2 separate regions of the Hordeum vulgare genome follow, and region 1 is linked to region 2. A link is a contact called in public Hi-C data. All regions are on one chromosome and are shown on one strand. The core of a region is the stretch at or near the end of the contact, and the rest is flanking DNA. Distances in the headings are between cores, read along the strand shown. Region 1 holds the start of LOC123444314 (ribose-phosphate pyrophosphokinase 3, chloroplastic-like). Region 2 holds the start of LOC123444313 (NADP-dependent malic enzyme).

The links. Hi-C and Micro-C count contacts between places; a contact is called where the count stands out from the background.
Region 1: a Hi-C map of seedling shows a contact between it and region 2, with 4 times the contacts expected there. The contact joins the promoter of LOC123444314 here to the promoter of LOC123444313 in region 2. A contact is called at or near these places in 2 of 6 Hi-C or Micro-C datasets (leaf and seedling).

What each region holds. Positions count from the first base shown.
Region 1 is chr3H:467,865,302-467,871,174 of MorexV3_pseudomolecules_assembly, forward strand. It overlaps LOC123444314 (ribose-phosphate pyrophosphokinase 3, chloroplastic-like), which reads left to right and starts at 2,047. Exons shown (of 7, transcript XM_045120999.1): 1 at 2,047-2,644; 2 at 3,376-3,691; 3 at 3,790-3,885; 4 at 3,984-4,052; 5 at 4,155-4,283; 6 at 4,445-4,544; 7 at 5,808-5,873. The coding sequence starts at 2,289.
Region 2 is chr3H:467,598,035-467,603,389 of MorexV3_pseudomolecules_assembly, forward strand. LOC123444313 (NADP-dependent malic enzyme) reads left to right here and starts at 3,955. Exons shown (of 19, transcript XM_045120998.1): 1 at 3,955-4,394; 2 at 5,089-5,209; 3 at 5,281-5,355. The coding sequence starts at 4,237.

The sequences.
Region 1 (5,873 bases), core at 797-3,296, 270 kb after region 2:
GGTAATTCTACTGAAAACAACGTTATTTTTTATATATTTCATAAAAAATCTCCAGAAAGTTTCATCCAATTGTGAGAACTTTTATTTCTGCACAAAAACGACACCATGGTAGTTCTGATGAAAACAACGTGAATCGGGATTAGTTTCATTTAAATCATGCAAACTAGAGTCCAAAATAGGAGCAAAAGTGTTTGAAAAAGCAGATACATTGAAGACGTATCAGAGACAGTGGCTCGTCCATGTTCGCATCCGCTCCCTGCGACGCCAACGCTTGCCTCTCTCGCTGCCTCCATCGTCGGTCACTCCGGGCAACGTTCTCCGGCTTGCAGGACGAAGCTGATGGACAGGCACACACAACCTCTATCGTGGTTGTTAGGGATGGGCTGGACGACATCTAGGATGGTGGATGGGGATCGACGACAAGGATGGAGAGCAAGGTTGATGGACGATGAGGACTCAGACGCGGAAAAGATTAAAGGAAAAAAGAAAAGAAAAAGAAGGAGAAGAGTTTAATATATTTGATGCAATTTAAGATGAAGTAGATATGTCGGGTCCGATATGACAAATGCATTCAGATATGTCGAGGCCTCTTATATTTACTAGCAAAAGGGTCCGTGCGTTGCAACGGGAGAAAAAAAAATACCACACGCTTTTAGTATTTTTATAATCATTTTGATTTATTAAAATAATAAGCTAACTAACTAATGTAGTCAGTCCTATCCTATTTTGTTGAGAAATCAACCCGTCCATTGTTAATTCCACCATGATGAGAAATTGAGCGGGACAAGCAAAGCAAAACAAAGAGGCTACGTGAATTGATCAATGGACTGTTATCTTATGTCATTCATGGGGTAGAGAATGTGGGATCAGATGACAAACTGAAGGTGGTGTTCCATTCTCTGTCTCTACAACAATACAATCTTACATTCAATACATTCATTCATCAGCAAACAAATCCCCACAAAACAAATATTCTTGTCGGTTCTTGGCACAGGGTTGGAGGCATGGGGAGGGGATCTCACCAGATGATGAGTTCCTGCCGGAGGAGGGGATACGATGAGGGGAGCAAGGGTTAGGCGCCTCTATCTGGCCATAAGGAGTCGCTGTTGCCGCGCCATAACCTCGGAGTTCTCCATGTGAGCCATGGAGGCTCGCCTCCACCTGCAAGTACTTCGCTCCGCCGCGGCGCCGTCGTTATGCATCGAGCAGACGCATCATCCCCAATCAATGTAGCTGTCGCGTTGATTTGATCCAGAAGCTGTGCTCGAGCGCCGAAACGGGGGCAGCAAGCGGGCAGAGGTACGACCGAGGAGGCGGGTGGGTTGAGATCGACAACAGTGGTGGTTGAGGTCGGCCGCGGCGGCGAGTGGTGTGGCAGCAGCCTGGGCACAGGCCAAGGTGGACCAGGGTCGACGTGATGCGCTCGAGCGCCGCAACGGGGGCAGTGAGCGGGGAGAGATACGGTCGCAGAGACGGGTGGGTTGAGATCGGCAACGGTGGCGGTTGTGGTCGGCCGCGACGGCGAGTGGTGTGGCGGCGGCCTGGGCACAGGCCAGGGTGGCCCAGTGTCGACGGGAGGAGGCGATGCGTACGGATATAATTTTTGCAGCGAATCGTTTTTTTCCTTTTACGTTGTAGATAAATGATGGAACGCAGGTTGAATAATAAAAATTACAGATTTTTTTTATAAAAATACCGCGGTGGGTTTCCGACGAAAGCAATAGCCTCTTTATTATTATCTTTATCTTTATCTTTATTATTATTAGAGACTAGAGATTAGAGATTCATATTTTACGTGGATACAAGGGGTGTCAGCCGTCGAGTGTCTCGGGCCGATTTAAGGCTCGTATGGGTCGCTGTTTTTCACCGGTCACTAACCGACCGCGGCGTTTTAAACGGATTTGAGACGTCCGGCCCTAACAAGAAATTTGATCGCCAAGCTCGATTTAAACGGACAAGAAGCAAAGATGACACGGATCTAAACAAGTCAGGACAAGGAAACGTCGTTTCGGATCCTTATCGGCTGACCATGACCACACCCACCGGCACTCCGGCAGGCATACGCCATCGTCCCCAGTCGTGAGCCCGCCCTGGACTGCACCTACCCACCGTCTGCCGCCGGTGCGCCCACGCCGCTCTGCCCAACCCCGCGACATTTCTCGCTCACGGTAAACCAACAGCCGTCGTAGTACATAAAGCACCGGGCGCACCTCCCCAGCTTCTCACCTGCCACATCAGAACCAGTCTCGTCCCCTCCCGGCGCGCGTGACAGGCGAAGCAGACCGAAGATGGCAACGGCCGCCTCCGCCTCCGCCTCCCCCGCCGCCCTCCGCGCCAAAACCCCAGCCCCGACCGCGCACCCAGGCCCGAAACCCAGCCTCGCATTCCCGTGGCCTTCCCCCGGGGCTTCCGCCTCCGCCTCCGGCAGGCTCCACGCCAGCCTCCACCTCGGCGGGGTCCGCAGCAACGGCACCGGCCTCCACGTGCTGCACCCCGACGTCACGCCGCTGGCCGTGCCGAAGATGGCCGGCGGCGCGGGGGCGCAGAAGAGCATCCTGCTCTACCACTGCGAGGAGATGGGGGATCTCGCCCGCCAGGTGGCCGCCCGGAACGACGACATCGAGCTCTGCACCATCTCCTGGAGGTCCCGATCGAGCCTCCTCTTCACTCCTACTAGTATTGATTGAGTTGCTTTGTTTTTCTACTTGTTTGTTATTAAGGTGTTTGAATTTTTTATTTGGTGCGTCCGGGATATTGGATTCTCTGGGTACACAATTTGAGCCCCAAGCTTTCAATCTGTCGGAGGGGAGTGTCTCGGTTGCTGCGGTTCAGTGCAGATAGGTGGATGTGCTAACGTTGGCGTGGGCTCGTTTAAACTTGCAGAGTGCATCAGGATGACATTTCTTCCCTAAATTGATGAAAAAATTATGTTAGGGGAAAATGTCCAAAGTGGGCGGAAACATTCTGAAGACGTCCCAATTGATAATTGATGGAGGGGATCTAACCCGACTTTTGTTCAGTAGGCACTTGGGACAACAGAAGCATGTTGCCGACTTACCATCTAGTAGCAACTGATACTAAAACTGATTTAGTAGCATATACTGCATGATTGCTCATGGGCATCATCAAGTACCATTTACCAACTGATACTAAAACTGATTTAGTAGCATATAAGTACATGGTTGCTCATGGGCATCATCAAGGGACGTAGAATTGAAAATGCAAATCATCGCAATGTTCTGATCATCGTAATTTAGGAGTAGGTAGGAACATGGACTTACGGAATACTTTTAAATTTGCCTCTGCAGCAACTTATTTAATGCTAGTAAAACTACACCAAACTTCTCTCACGTTAACTTCTGCTCAATTTTTCAGGAAGTTTCCCGATGGATTCCCAGATTTGTTCATACCAAATGCCCAGAACATTCGTGGGAGACATGTTGCTTTCTTAGCATCATTTAGCTCGCCTGGTGTCATTTTTGAGCAAATATCGATAATATATAATCTGCCAAAGCTGTTCATTGCTTCATTTACTTTGATACTGCCATTTTTCCCAACTGGGACTTCCGAGCGTATGGAAGACGAAGGAGATGTTGCAACTGCCTTTACACTTGCTAGAAGCTTGTCACACATACCAATTTCCAGAGGTGGACCTACCAGTTTAGTGATTTTTGATATTCATGCTTTGCAGGTAAGTGCAATTCGTCCATATCAACCAGTTGACTTCTTCACCTGCTCCCTTAATAAAAAAAATTAATGTGTGTAAACTTGTGTGCAACAATTCATCAGGAAAGATTCTACTTTGGAGACTCAATCTTACCATGTTTTGAGAGCGGCATCCCCTTGTTGAAAAGTAGGTTACAGGAGCTACCTGATTCTGATAATGTAAGTATTCTCAAGTCACAAGTAAATGAAGAAAAACAAGTTTTCATTGACAGTGTTATATGGTATCATTCTGATACACTCCTTAATATGTCTTTCAGATAGCCATAGCTTTTCCAGATGATGGCGCATGGAAGCGCTTCTATAAGCAACTTCAACATTTTCCTATGGTAAATATGCTCTGTCCAATTACCTCTAAACACCAACAGGAATTGTCATTCTTATCTATTAATTGTATAATGGCTTGTTTCCGCAAAAATGTCTTGAAATAGATTATATGCAACAAAGTTAGAGAAGGTGATCAAAGAATTGTGCGTATAAAAGAGGGAGATGCTAGAGGCCGTCATGTTGTTATAGTGGATGACTTGGTGCAGTCTGGTGGTACTTTGATTGAATGCCAGGTAATGAAATTCGTTTATGGCTTAAAAATCTCCTTCTATTGTGGTGATTAATTGTAGTTTCAACTCATGTGTCCTTGTGGTTAATAAATTTATTTCTCAATTATGTATTTTTTACCATAATTCATCAAGAGTGTAAATTAATACTCATGTTTTCTGTGCAGAAAGTGCTGGCTGCTCATGGAGCAGCAAAAGTTAGTGCATACGTGACGCACGGCATTTTCCCCAACAAATCATGGGAGAAATTTAAGCCTGATAATGGAGGTATGTACCCGTCATTAGCTTCATAATATTAGCATGCTAAAGTGTCTCCCTTAGTATTTTTATTACTTCCTCCGTTCTTTTTTATAAAACGTTTTGGACAGCTGACATTGAACTGTTTTGGGCGCTGTCTGAATTGTTTAAATATCTTATAAAAGTGAACAGAGGGAGTTTTTTTTTTCTTTATTGCTCCTGGATCAGAGATTCAGAGGCAATTAATATGATTATGAGCAAATTAGTTTCTTTCTCAGCTGTCACCCCTTTTAATAGCATGTTACCGAATTAGAACACCTGGTCAAATTGGTTGGCAAACCTGTGTTTCCTTTTTTTTCTTAGCTTTGTCACTGTTAAACATTTATTCTTTCACCTACCATACATGTTTGACTGAGCAACTGAATTCTTGACTTCTCTGAGTTAGCATATGAAATGTCCTTCGCCCTAGAGGGAAAATCATATTTCTCTTCTTTTTGCCAAGTCAGCTTCTAGCTGCAAACTTGTCCAACTCTTGGCTTGCATGAGGTGAAATACTAAAAATACCAAAGAAAGAAGGCTTCCAGTTCGTACCGTGACACATAAGTCTTACGATTTTCCTTGCATCCTTCGGAGTACTTTCTTGTTGATGCAGTGGAGCTGCATCATGTTTCAACTCCAATGTTATGCATATCTTGTCCTAACACCTTGAGACACCAATTTGAGTGAAGCAATTTGGAGAACCCCTCTTTTGATTTTCGCGCAAACAGCCGTCCTATAAGGTTTCAGCTCCAAGCCAATGATATATTCTTTGCATCCTAATTCACCATTGAGGCAGTTAGAATGCATCGTGCCCCGTAACCTTTCCTTATGCAAGTAAAATCTTTTGTTCAAACACTTTGTGGGAAGCACTGCCCAACAAAAGCTTTGCGGCTCGATGCATTGGTAGAAGACAAAGTTATTTACAAGCCTGAGAAGAGACCAACAGCCCAGAGTACATTGCTGCATTTGTCCTGGCAAGCGGGCCAGACGTAGAACTTAATCCGCGGAGGGCCCCATGGTCGTTAGCTTCCAATATCTAGATACAATCGACCCCTGGAAGACGGCCTTGTGACAGGACTTAAAAATACTGAGCGTGCCACATAGTTACATCTGTATACATGACTACGGTGGAAGCACCTTTCGCAAATGAAATTTCAAGAGCTTTTGCTAGTTCAGCACTTTCATGTTAAAATAATCTGCTCTGCGTTTTCTTGATTATTATGCTTACCAACTTGTTCATTGTAAACATTTCAGAGGGTCCGGAGCATGCCCTGAGCCACTTTTGGATTACCGACTCGTGCCCTCTCACAGTCGAGGCAG
Region 2 (5,355 bases), core at 2,705-5,204:
GGCTGGCATCTGGATCCGGAGAGGATCCCGGTGTCGGCCGTGCTGCGGTCGGCATGGGTGCATGCGGAGGAGGTGAGCCGCCGTCAGCGTGTGCTGACGATGGAGCAGCGGCGAAACCCTGCATACGCGGCCGACTCCCCCAACTGGGAGCTCTGGTTCGCGGTGGAGCACGAGGAGAAGCGTCGTCATGGCATGCACGCCATGTAGCGAGGAGGCCCTCCGCCGCCCCCGCATGTCGTCACCGACGAGGACCAGGAGGCTGAGGCCGCCTACCAGGCGGCGCTGGCAGTTGTTCTCCGTGACAACAAGGAGGAAGCGCGGCGCAAAGGCCGACGAGGACGCGGCGTACCAGCAGCAGCTCGCGGAGGCCATCGCGCTGTCAGCCGCCGGCAACTGCGTTGTCCCACCTTCGCCACGTTCGCCGAAGCCCGAGCCCACGGAGCCGCGGGAGGTCTACCAGTGGACCGGCATCGTCAACGAGTTTGTTAGTGTGCCGCCCATCTGGATGGGCGCGACACCGTAGCAGGAGCAAGCCTACCTCGAGCACTGGAGGACGCATCACCTACGGGCAGAGCGCGCCGAAGGCCTTCGGCTGATGGAGCTGGAGAAGAAGGTGGAGGAGGAACGACGGAAGTTGGAGGAGGAGGAGTGTGCCCCTGCTGTTGCGCTGTCACCGCCATCAGCACAGCCCGCACCGGCGGGACAGACGGCGGAGGCGCAGGCAGCTGCGCTCTGGAACACGGCGTTCTCCTGGGCTGGCCCTGCGCCTACGCTGGTTGACCTCACCGGCTCCGACGATGACGACGTCGTCGCCTAGGGTGCCTCCTCACCGGCTCCGACGATGGCGACGCCGTCGCCTAGGGTGCTTCGTAGTTTTAGGTTTTTTTATGTTTAATTAGTGTAATGCGGATGTGTGGACTCTCGCGGGCCTTCGTAGCCGGCTTTTAATGTTTAATTATGCACTTTTATATATTTTTTCGCACGCCACAAAAATGGGTCCGACCAACGTTGAACACATGTGCCGACCCATTTGCGGAAGCGGACGTTCGTGTCCGCCTGGTCGACCCAGACGGACAAAATCGACGTCCGTTTAGGTCGGCCCGTTGGAGTTGCCCTAACTACTCGCGCCTATATCTCGCCATGGAAAACCCGGCCCAGATGGCCCGCCTGACCCGACCCATAATTTCTGAGTTGGGCCAGGCCGGGCCTAGCCCTCAATATGCACTCCGAACAACAACTCCGGCTAGGCCCGGGATTCAATTTTAGCCCAAAATTAGGCCCAACCCGCCCCGAGCGTCTCTTATAGCGAGGGAGGACGTGTGGCCGATGGGAAGCAGAGCAGTACAAGAGCGGCCCAGTCCCCATCACGATGGTGTTGTAGAAATTACATGTGTTGTATACAAAAATCTTCTATTGTTTGCATATGATGCATTTGTAATATGTTGTTGTACTGTTGTGTGTATGGTGCAGTTTGATCATGTTGAAGAGGAGAATTAGAAGGGCCAGAGGGTGATGAACCAGATTACCACCCAAAGAATTAGAAGGGTTGATGTGCATGCGGATCCTCCTCATACTAGGTATAAATGTGCATACTAAAAAGAAGCATAAGAGCCATCAAGCGACAATGAATAACTTTCTCTTAAAATCTGAAACAAATGATGATGGAACAACTGCATTAAAAAATGGTAGATTTGATGTTTAAGTTGCTAGGAATTTAATCTATATTTATCTTGTGTTCGGTCATCATCCATTTACGACAGTTGAAGAAGATGGATTTAGAACAATGATGTCTGCTTGTTGTGCATAATTCAAGTCTATTGGTGACACATGATAAAAAGAGAGATAATGGCAATGTTTCTTAGCCAGAAAAATGAATTGATGGAAACTATTCTTGCTTTCCCTGATAGAGTTAGTTTCATATGCATACTTGCCTTTTAACGCATTAATCTTGTTAAAAGTACAACGACTTCTTTATCGAATGGGTACGGTAGTGGCATACATGTCAATTAGAATTTAGCAACAAGTGGATCCTCAAGCACTTGTGGACTTGGTGCCTTTTCTGACTATGATCAGTATGTGGAAACCACTGGCTCACTTGAAGAGAAATCTGAATTGAAATTGTTCTTGACCGAACCTGCGAAGAGGTTAAATGAAAATGTCAATATCTCAATTTTTTGGAGTAAGTCTCCAGATAGGTATCCGTAGCTAGCAAGAATGGCATGTGATATCCTTGCAATTCCTATGTCAAGTGTTGCTTCAGAATCTGCTTTTAGCTTGAGTAAGAAGGTTATAACCCTGAACCAAAGCTCACTTAAACCAAAGATTCTTGAGGCCTTAATGTGTTTGCGGGATCGTTGAAAACTATAGAAAAAGAAGGTATGAACGGTAATCTTGTTTGCTTCACGTTCTTATTTATATGTTTTACTTGCAAATGATTATTAACCCAATCTATTGTTACGGATAATAAGAGAAAGACAGGAGAAGTGATTGCGCTACATAATGATGAAGATTAATCTTCTTGAGATGGAGAATGTAATATCTCTATTTTTTTGTTCATGTCAATTATCAATTTGTACCTTATATATACTAACAACTAACTTTCTGTTCATCTCATCGTGTAGAGTTGTTGCTAGACTAGAGCAACGAGAAGAGTAGAAGATTGGGAGAAGCCATGACGAGATGGCAGCCAACTAACAACTAGTCTTTATTTTGGTTGACGTAATAATATTCATGCACTTGCCTTCGTCGAAACTTGACCGTTTAGATGTTGTCGTCGGAACTAGAACATTTAGATGTCGATGCGCTATTGTTTTTCCTATAAAATTGTGTTATTGTGTTATCAAAAACTAGCGATGTTCTGTTGTTGTTTTGTTGTCTTTTTAGTACTGCTATTTGTTGTTGTTTGATGTAAAACTTGTGTTGTAATGCAGTTATACCGCTGATAAGTGATATATATGCATATGTTTTGTTGTTTTTGTTGTTTTATTGCTTCTGTTGGACATAATTTTTTATTGCTTATGTGAGGACGTCGGCCATGCTTCGTTTTCTTGGACTTTGCCTCGGCCAGACTCGGGTCTTGGAAATGTAGAAATTTGTCGTGTCAAGATGAGATTGAACCTGTCCTGCGGACATCGAAATCTTTTTGGCCTAGCCAAGAGTCCTGCCTGATCTGAGATATAGCCAAATATACTCGCGCCTAGCACATCCAACCATAGCTTCGAAGAAGGTCTTCCAACCTCAACCACGGTACACATCACGCTATAAGAAAACTAAAGCAACTACTCAAACCTAGCCCAACTAGCCATAGCTCTGAACAAGATCTCCCAATTTCTTGAATTGATCAATGCTTGCTTCTACTCGTGCTTTTATTCGATCTTGTGTAAGACTCGCTTTACAGATAATGTGGATTCATCAAAAACAAATACAAAAACACGTTACTTGTAGCTTAAACCTCTATTAAAAAAAAGCATAACCTATCCATCCTAGCAATAGAAAGCATGAAGTAGGATGTAGATGTGTGTGTTTATAGAATGATTGTATGTTCGTGTATGTGAGTAGTTTTGATTGTAATGTGTTAAAAATAATAACAGAAAACGTGCCAAAAACAGTACCATAACGGCTGAGTTTATAAAAAAAAAAAAGTGTAAAATCAGATCATTTCACAGCCAAAAAAAAAAAAGCAGATCATTTACCAAAACCCATTTTTGCAGGGATCATTTACCGAAAACCTCGATTCGTGGCACAACCAAACGGCGCGAGGCAAAGCAGACGCAAACCAACCACGTTTCAAGCTTCCACTTGTTTCCCTCCTCCCCGCTCCACCCCTTCCGCCGCCGGGGCGAGGCGCCTCGCCGTCGCTGTCAGGGCGGTGGCCGGCGGGGCCCGCTCGGCAGCGGCCATGCGCGCCCGCTTCCTCCCGGTAATCCCCCACTCCCCCGCCCCCTCCTTCGGTCCACCCCTAATTGCTGCCTTGGGTCGATCGACGATAATATATTTGCTCCCGGCTAACCGCACCACCACCTTTGATATTATACACCATTGCTCCATCACCAGCTACTAGCGCGGCAGTGGCAGTGGCGATACCAGGGGAGCAGCTCAAGCGGTGCGCGGAGGGGTTGCTGCGGGTGCCACCTGTGCGGGGAAACGCGGAGGGGGCTAGCGGCGGCGGCGGCGAGGTGGTGGCACGCTGGTAGGAGGGGGTTCGTGGCATCGGCGGAGTCTGGGGCGAAGGGGGAGATGGAGAGCACCATGAAGGAGATACGGGGATGCGGGGCGCCGTGCGTGCTGGACATGGACGACGCGGCCACGGTGGGCGGCGGCGTCGAGGACACCTACGGCGAGGACCGCGCCACCGAGGAGCAGCTCGTCACGCCGTGGACCGTCTCCGTCGCGAGGTGAGCGTCCGAGTCGGAGGGTTTCTTCGCTTGGTTCATTTTTAAGGATAAGCTTTCTGATCCGCTAGGTAGGTGTTTCTGTTTCTTCCCTGAGACAAACGATTTAGTAGGAGGTTATGGCGTTTTGTGTCTTCTGGTTATCGGAATTTCGGACAGTTTAATCAATTCTCAGTTGCCAACTTTTCAGAAATTTCAGTCACCTAATATCGCAGTATTGAACTTGAAAGTGTGCAATTTCAGAAGAGAAAAGCGCAGTTGCAATTTTACTCTTAAAGTTATGTATGATGGTCGGATGCTTCAAAAGATGACTAGGGTGAAATAAAAAGTCATGCAACTTAGAAATAGACAAGTCCTAACAAAATCTGCTGAAGGAATAGTTACTGGTGTTTTTTATCCTACTAGGTGGTTACTGACGACAATTGACAGGGAAAAGGTTTTAAAACATGATGCTTCGTGTTTTCATATGAAACTGTGATATGTTTCGATTTTGTATACCTGAGGTCGCCAAACTGATTTGGTCTTAAGTACGTCGTAGTTGACACTAGACAATAGTACTTCGCCTAATATCATAAAACTGACATGATAGAATTGGAGTCACTTACCAATGGAAATGCATGTTCATCCGTACGGAAGGCGAAATTAGTGGCTATATATATGCTCAAATGGGAATTCTGACTTGTTTGGTGTGTGGCAGCGGTTACAATTTGCTGAGGGATCCACGCTACAACAAGGGGCTTGCCTTCACAGAGAAGGAGCGCGAAACACACTACCTTCGTGGCCTTTTGCCACCAATAGTCATATCCCAGGAGCTCCAGGTCTGAAAATCGTCGATTCTTAATTTCATGTGTGGGCTCATCTCTGATTCAGTGCACTCTGATATTATCAGGAGAGGAAGATCATGCATAATATCCGCCAGTACCAGCTACCTCTGCAGCGTTATATGGCTATGATGGACCTTCAA